2 separate regions of the Mus musculus genome follow, and region 1 is linked to region 2. A link is a contact called in public HiChIP or PLAC-seq data. All regions are on one chromosome and are shown on one strand. The core of a region is the stretch at or near the end of the contact, and the rest is flanking DNA. Distances in the headings are between cores, read along the strand shown. Region 1 holds the start of Zfp326 (zinc finger protein 326). Region 2 holds the start of Aff1 (AF4/FMR2 family, member 1).

The links. HiChIP or PLAC-seq counts read pairs in DNA pulled down with a chosen protein or histone mark.
Region 1: an H3K27ac HiChIP or PLAC-seq map of thymic regulatory T cells shows a contact between it and region 2, with 11 times the contacts expected there. The contact joins the promoter of Zfp326 here to the promoter of Aff1 in region 2. A contact is called at or near these places in 1 of 115 datasets of contacts at active chromatin or transcription factors (thymic regulatory T cells) and 2 of 9 other capture datasets (adipose tissue and liver).

What each region holds. Positions count from the first base shown.
Region 1 is chr5:105,875,246-105,878,096 of GRCm38.p6, forward strand. It overlaps Zfp326 (zinc finger protein 326), which reads left to right and starts at 1,323. Exons shown (of 12, transcript NM_018759.2): 1 at 1,323-1,453. The coding sequence starts at 1,438.
Region 2 is chr5:103,752,754-103,755,516 of GRCm38.p6, forward strand. Aff1 (AF4/FMR2 family, member 1) reads left to right here and starts at 1,409. Exons shown (of 20, transcript NM_133919.4): 1 at 1,409-1,592. The coding sequence starts at 1,576.

The DNA.
Region 1 (2,851 bases), core at 73-2,572, 2.1 Mb after region 2:
GAAGAGCAGTCAGTGATCTTAACCACTGAGGCATCTCTCCAGCCCTGTATAAGCAAGAGTTTTGCAGGGAGACAGTGAGTATCCTAACTCAGGTAGTGGCCACGAAAATGGAAAGGGTGGGGCCGACCTAAGATATCTTAGGTGGGGTAAGCAGATACAAAAGTGTGTGGATTGGAAGTAGGAGGCTGAAAGAGCGGTGAGCTAGTCTCGAGTGGACTGGACCGAGTCAGCCTTCTGGCTGGGATTAGTGGGCGGTTTGCTCACCGCCCCGTGAACAGCCAAGAGAATACACGAGGATAAGCAGGTCTGAGAAGGGAAATTGTGAGTTCAGCTTTCAGCCCAGGTGAACAGAAAACATGTGTGGGAGGGGAGAAGAGAAGGAATTGGGAAAGGGTGGAGAACAGGATGAGTCAGGGAGGGTGGAGGAGGAAGAGATGAGCAGGAGGACACAAAGCCGTGCCCAGATTTGGGGCTACTGTGGTATACCTCCCTGTGCTTCCAGTTTTATTTCCGGCTTCCTCCGAACTGAGTCTAGCAAATTGAGTGCAAAGAATTGATGTCTGGCTTCCTATCTAGGTAACCAATTTGTTGTTAATGCCATTTGCTCTGTGAGGACAGAGAGAAAATTATTTAAAACTGTGGTTCAAGTCCACAAGAGTCTTCCCATAGTGTTCCTGAGTGAATACCTTTGCATCTGCTCCAACACAATTTTAAAAGTGGAATAATCTCTTCCTCCCCCTCCCTCCCTCTCCCCTTCGAGCTGAACGGTGGACTACTTTCTTCCTGCCAAATCTTTCCCATCTGTGAACTTTCACAGTTGCTTTACTACCTTCAACCCAGCAGTGGCTAGCAGCCTGTCTTGGGATAGTCTTATGATCCTGTCCTATTTGGCAATCAGGGTTCCTGTGCACGCCCCACACTTCTGTGTGTCAGAGGAAGGAACTCCATAAGTAGTGAAAAAAATCTCTCCTCCTCACTCCTTCAGCCAACAGTAGCCAAAGGTCGCCATGTCATTTAATGAGTTTCTGCAAGAGAAAGGCACTCCCTCCTGGACCCGGTTGCTCTTGCCAGGCTCCAACATGGCCGGCCAACCGGAGTCCTTCCAGAACATCCCTCTCCAGCCTTCCGCACTCCCGTTTCACCTTCCGTCCCCCGCGATCCCCAGGGTCAGGACCCAGGAGCCTGACAACTGCCTCGCTTCCCGCCCCCCTCGCGAGACCCGCCCACCACCCCGCGTCGGCCAATCGGAGGCGGTGCTGCGACGACTGGCAGGCCCGCCCGACCCCGCCCCCAGCCTCGCTGTGGCCTGCGGCTTCCCGGCTAGTAGCGCCGCTGTCGGTCGCGCGGGCCGGTCGTGTGGACACTGCCGTATCGCGGGCTCTTGCCGCGGGCCACAGCGAGCGCAGCGCGGAGACCGTCAGCCCCGCGGCGTCGAGCATGGACTTCGAGGACGGTGAGCGGCGCGCGGGGCGGGCCGCCGTGGCGGGCGGGCGGGAGGGAGGGCGGCGGGCGGCCTGCGCCGGGGGTCTGTTTACCGCCTCAAGATGGCCGTGTGGCTTTGTTCTGTGGGCCGCGCAGCGACCGCGGGCCCGGCCCGGAGCCCTGTGGTCCGGGAGCCCCACGTGGGGGTGCGGCCGGCCCGGGGCCCTGCTGTCTAGGGGGTCGGCCTAGCTGCGAGCCTCGGGGCCTCGTCCGCGGCCGCCTGCAACTTCCTGGCCTCGCCGAGCGGCGACCGGGCCCACGGGGCCCACGGGGCCCTCGGGGCAGCGACCCGGTGGCGGGTGGAGCCGGTCCTCACCGTGTCGCCCCGGGCTCTGGAATCTTGCTCGACACAGGCTGCCTCGGGCTCGTGCGATGCTTCTCCGTGTGAGAGGAGTATAAAGGGCGTCTCTAGGCGTTCCATCGAGATGGGCTTCGGTTCCCCCAGAACCAGAATCTGCAAGTTATTACCACGTAGCCGACCGAGCTGTCTAATATCTCACCCAGGTTACCTGCTAGTGAATACCGCGTCTGAAACAGCTCCGTGACCCAGTGCATTATCATTATTATTTTTGTTTTTAGGGGTGGTAGTGGTGGGGCTTGTGTATGAATGCTACCTAAGTTAGAATTCTGGCACAGCAAGCCCCAGATGCCCTTCACGTTCAGCTAGATCGGTGCACAGCAGCCCGTGTTGGACTTGCTGGTTAAATAAACCGAATTGTAACGTTGCTTTTCAGCTTTCCCTGGCCGTGAAGTACAGTTAATTTGGTATCTTCAAACCTTGCTCAACTTTTATAGGAATCAGTGTCAAGATAAAGTGATCAACAGTAGTGATAGTGTTAGGGAGCCGAGGAACAGTTTGTAGGATTAAACTGGGTGTAATCTCGAGGAACTAGGTATTTCTAAATAAAACCGGTTCATTTCTTGTGAAGGAAGCCTCTGCCTCCACCAGAAATGGGCTTTGACATTGAATGAGGTGTGCTTTTTTGGCGTAGGTCGTATTGCATGAGCTTTTGATTTTTGATTTGCTACAAGAGGTTGAGGCTGTCAAGTGTAAATATAGGAAAAAGAATCACCCTTTTCGGAGTACTTTTCGGTTGCTTTGAAATATAGTTCAGCTCTTCAGGATAGCATACCGTCCTGCTTGTGCTTCGGGGTTGGACAGTGACTCATTCTGATATAGGTGACTCTAAATTACTACTATGTGCACTAGTCAGAGTTGACATTGAAGAGAAAAAGTATGTTTTAGACCAAAGTTTGATGACACTACCAACCTATGTGGTGTGCCAGAAGTTAACCTTGTAGTGTGTGCAGAGTGGGAGGAGTCAGTCAGTAAGGAAATCCATTTTCTGTAGAGGATTGAAAAATAGCG
Region 2 (2,763 bases), core at 159-2,658:
CTCTAGGAGACATGGTCTATGAAAAACCAGCTAGTTTCTGGTTGGTTTCTCTCTCCAGTCACTTCACACTCATCTTCAGGACTGGTGCTGTGCTTGTGAGCTTAGAACAGAACAGTGCTTTCTGTGCACTTCCCGTTTGTCACAAGGAGGAGGAGGGAGGGAGGAGAGACAGAGAGACTGACATAGAGACAGAGGGAAAAACCCCGCATTTCAGAGTCAAAATTCAAAGGACTAGTTAGTTCATCAAGGGCATTCCTAAAGTACACGAGTTCTCCAAACTACTACTGTAGGTGGTGGAGAAAGCAGTGTCTGGCAACTTGTCTCACTTGCCACCACAGCCTTCATTCCTGCGAAGGCGTCAGTCGTTCTCCACCATCAGAGCTAAAGCCAGGGGAGTGAAAGACAAGCTTTGTCTTGTGTTCTTATGTAAGTAGTTCTGACCTCTGAGAGGGACTACCGGAATCTGGAAACTTGCGGTATTTAGAAACTGGGCAATCAGTTACATGAGCAATATAATGTGGTGAGTCCCGGGTCGAACCCGGAGCGCACCAAGAAAGTGTCCTTCCAGCAGCAGGCTGGTCCTCCGGGATGCCCCTGTTAAGTCTTCTCCCTGCCTTTCTGCCCATCGTTGTTTTCAGCCGCTTCCCAGGCAAAGCCTGGTGTCTTTCCTGTGTCTGAGTTGACGCAATTTTCGATTGTGCTTTCGAGCGTTTACGTTGGTTTGCATCATGGTTTTTGTTTGCGGGGGGTGGGGTGGGGTGGGGTGGAGGGGAAGCAATTCTTTTAATTTATTAGGGGACTTCCCTGAATGGCTGTCTTCTGTGTAATCGCATGTTGCCTCGAAGAGGGAAGTCGTATAAACACTTGTTTCTGGGCACTTTCAAAACTGAAAGCAAAGTTGAAGAAGGGTTGCTAGCCGATCCCTGATGTTTCCGATGGCAAGCCCCGCAGCAGCGGCCAGAAGCAGCGAAGGCAGTGATCCGATGCTCCCACTCCCAGCACATCCCCACGGCAGCAGGACCCTGAGGTCCCAGCCCGAGCGCGGGGATCTCTGTAGCGCGCGTTTGAACACAGCCGAATTGGGGGCAGCGGCGGCGGCGGAGGTGCGCGCTGCCCTTAAAAGGAGGCGGGCCGTACCACCGCGGCGCCTGCGGGGGGGTCCCGGCGAGCTCGGGCACCTCGAGGGGAGCCCAGCGCCGCGCACATCGCCCCCGAAGTGCGGGCGAACTGGGAGCCGGGACCCCGCAGCGGGCGGTGCGGACGCACCCCTTGGTCTCTGGTGACCCGACAGTGCCCCGGGGCGGCGGGCATCGCCGCTCCCTGGGCTCCAGGGAGGTGCGGCTCGCCCGGCTGCCCCCGGTGCCCGGATGTCCGTCAGGCTCGGCGCGAGCCGAGGCTCCGGGGGGCGGAGGCGGTGCTGAGGACACAGAGCTGAGGACGCGGCTGCCGAGAGCGCAGAGTCTGCGGGGCAGTATCGCCGACGGCTGCGGCCGACGCTGAGAGCGGCGCGGGCGAGAGAGCCTGCGGGGCGAGCGCGCAGATGGATTTGGGACGCCAGGCAGTGTGAGCCGAGCCATGGCAGCCCATTCCAGGTGAGGCTTGCGCAGGGGGCGTCTGGGACCCGGGAGTGGCCGCGGAGCCCGGGGCAAGGGCGGCGCGGGTGGGAGTGCCGGGGGGGGGGGGCGGGGACCGCAGGAAGCCAGCGGCTGGATCACTGCTATCTCATCCCTGAGTGTCGGGTAGAAAAGTGTGTGAACCGAGTGCAAAGGGACCGCCCGGAAAGTTAAGGTTAAAGATTCCGCTTCTGGCCCGAAGAACTGTTATTTTCGGAAAGTGAAGTTGGTTTCTCTCCTGCCGGAGCCTGGATTTTCACTGAGGTGCCTGTGCACAATCCTCCGGCTCTACTCGTTGCTGGTTTGGCGTCTTCCAAAGAAATTTGGAAGCGCACTTAATGGAAACGAGGATTCTCCCACGAGAGAGTGGTGGAGCCTGGTGAGTAATATAGTTTTTTTTTTTTTTTTTTTTTTTTTTTTTTTTTTTTCCTGCTAGAATGTACGATTCCACATAAAACGGCACAGTCAGAGTGAATCTGCTGAGTAGGCAAAGGCCGGAATGCGCTGGGTTGGTGAAGGGGAGCCTGGCTAATGACCCGCAGTTGCTGTCAGGGGAGTGCCCTGTACTGCAAGGACCGAGTCTTGCCTTCTCCCGGGTTTGAAGGTTTTGAAAGGAGCCTTAAAACTTGGCCGTACACCGGTGCCCAAGATTGAGGCTGTTGGGTGTCATCGCGCTTCGGTCTCTACAGCTGTTGGTTACGGAAAACAGGACCCGTCGAACCTTTTCAAAACTTATGCCAGAAGGCAGTGTGATTGCACAAGTTTACAATTATGGAAATGTTCTTTAGCCTTAATACTTGATTTAGGATAGTGATTTGGTAACATATCTGGACGCTGAGCTGAGGTAATTTTAGTAATTTTAGGTCTAAAGATCATGGAGAACAGTAGATTTGTAAACGTTAGAGACTGAGTAGATAGAACTTGAATTTTTCTAAGAGATAAAACTTCCTAGAAGGAACTTCTCTAAACAGAAAACCTTCTAAGTGTGTCTTACTTTAAAAACAAGTTTAATCCTCTCAACTTGGCTTAGTTGTGTCTTCATCTTATTGAGTGTTGGAAGGAAGGGGTTCCTAACGGGACAGAGGAGTAGGGGAACAGAAGTTGCACCTCAAACTTCTGCTAAATCTTAACTAAAAAGCAACCGTTAGCT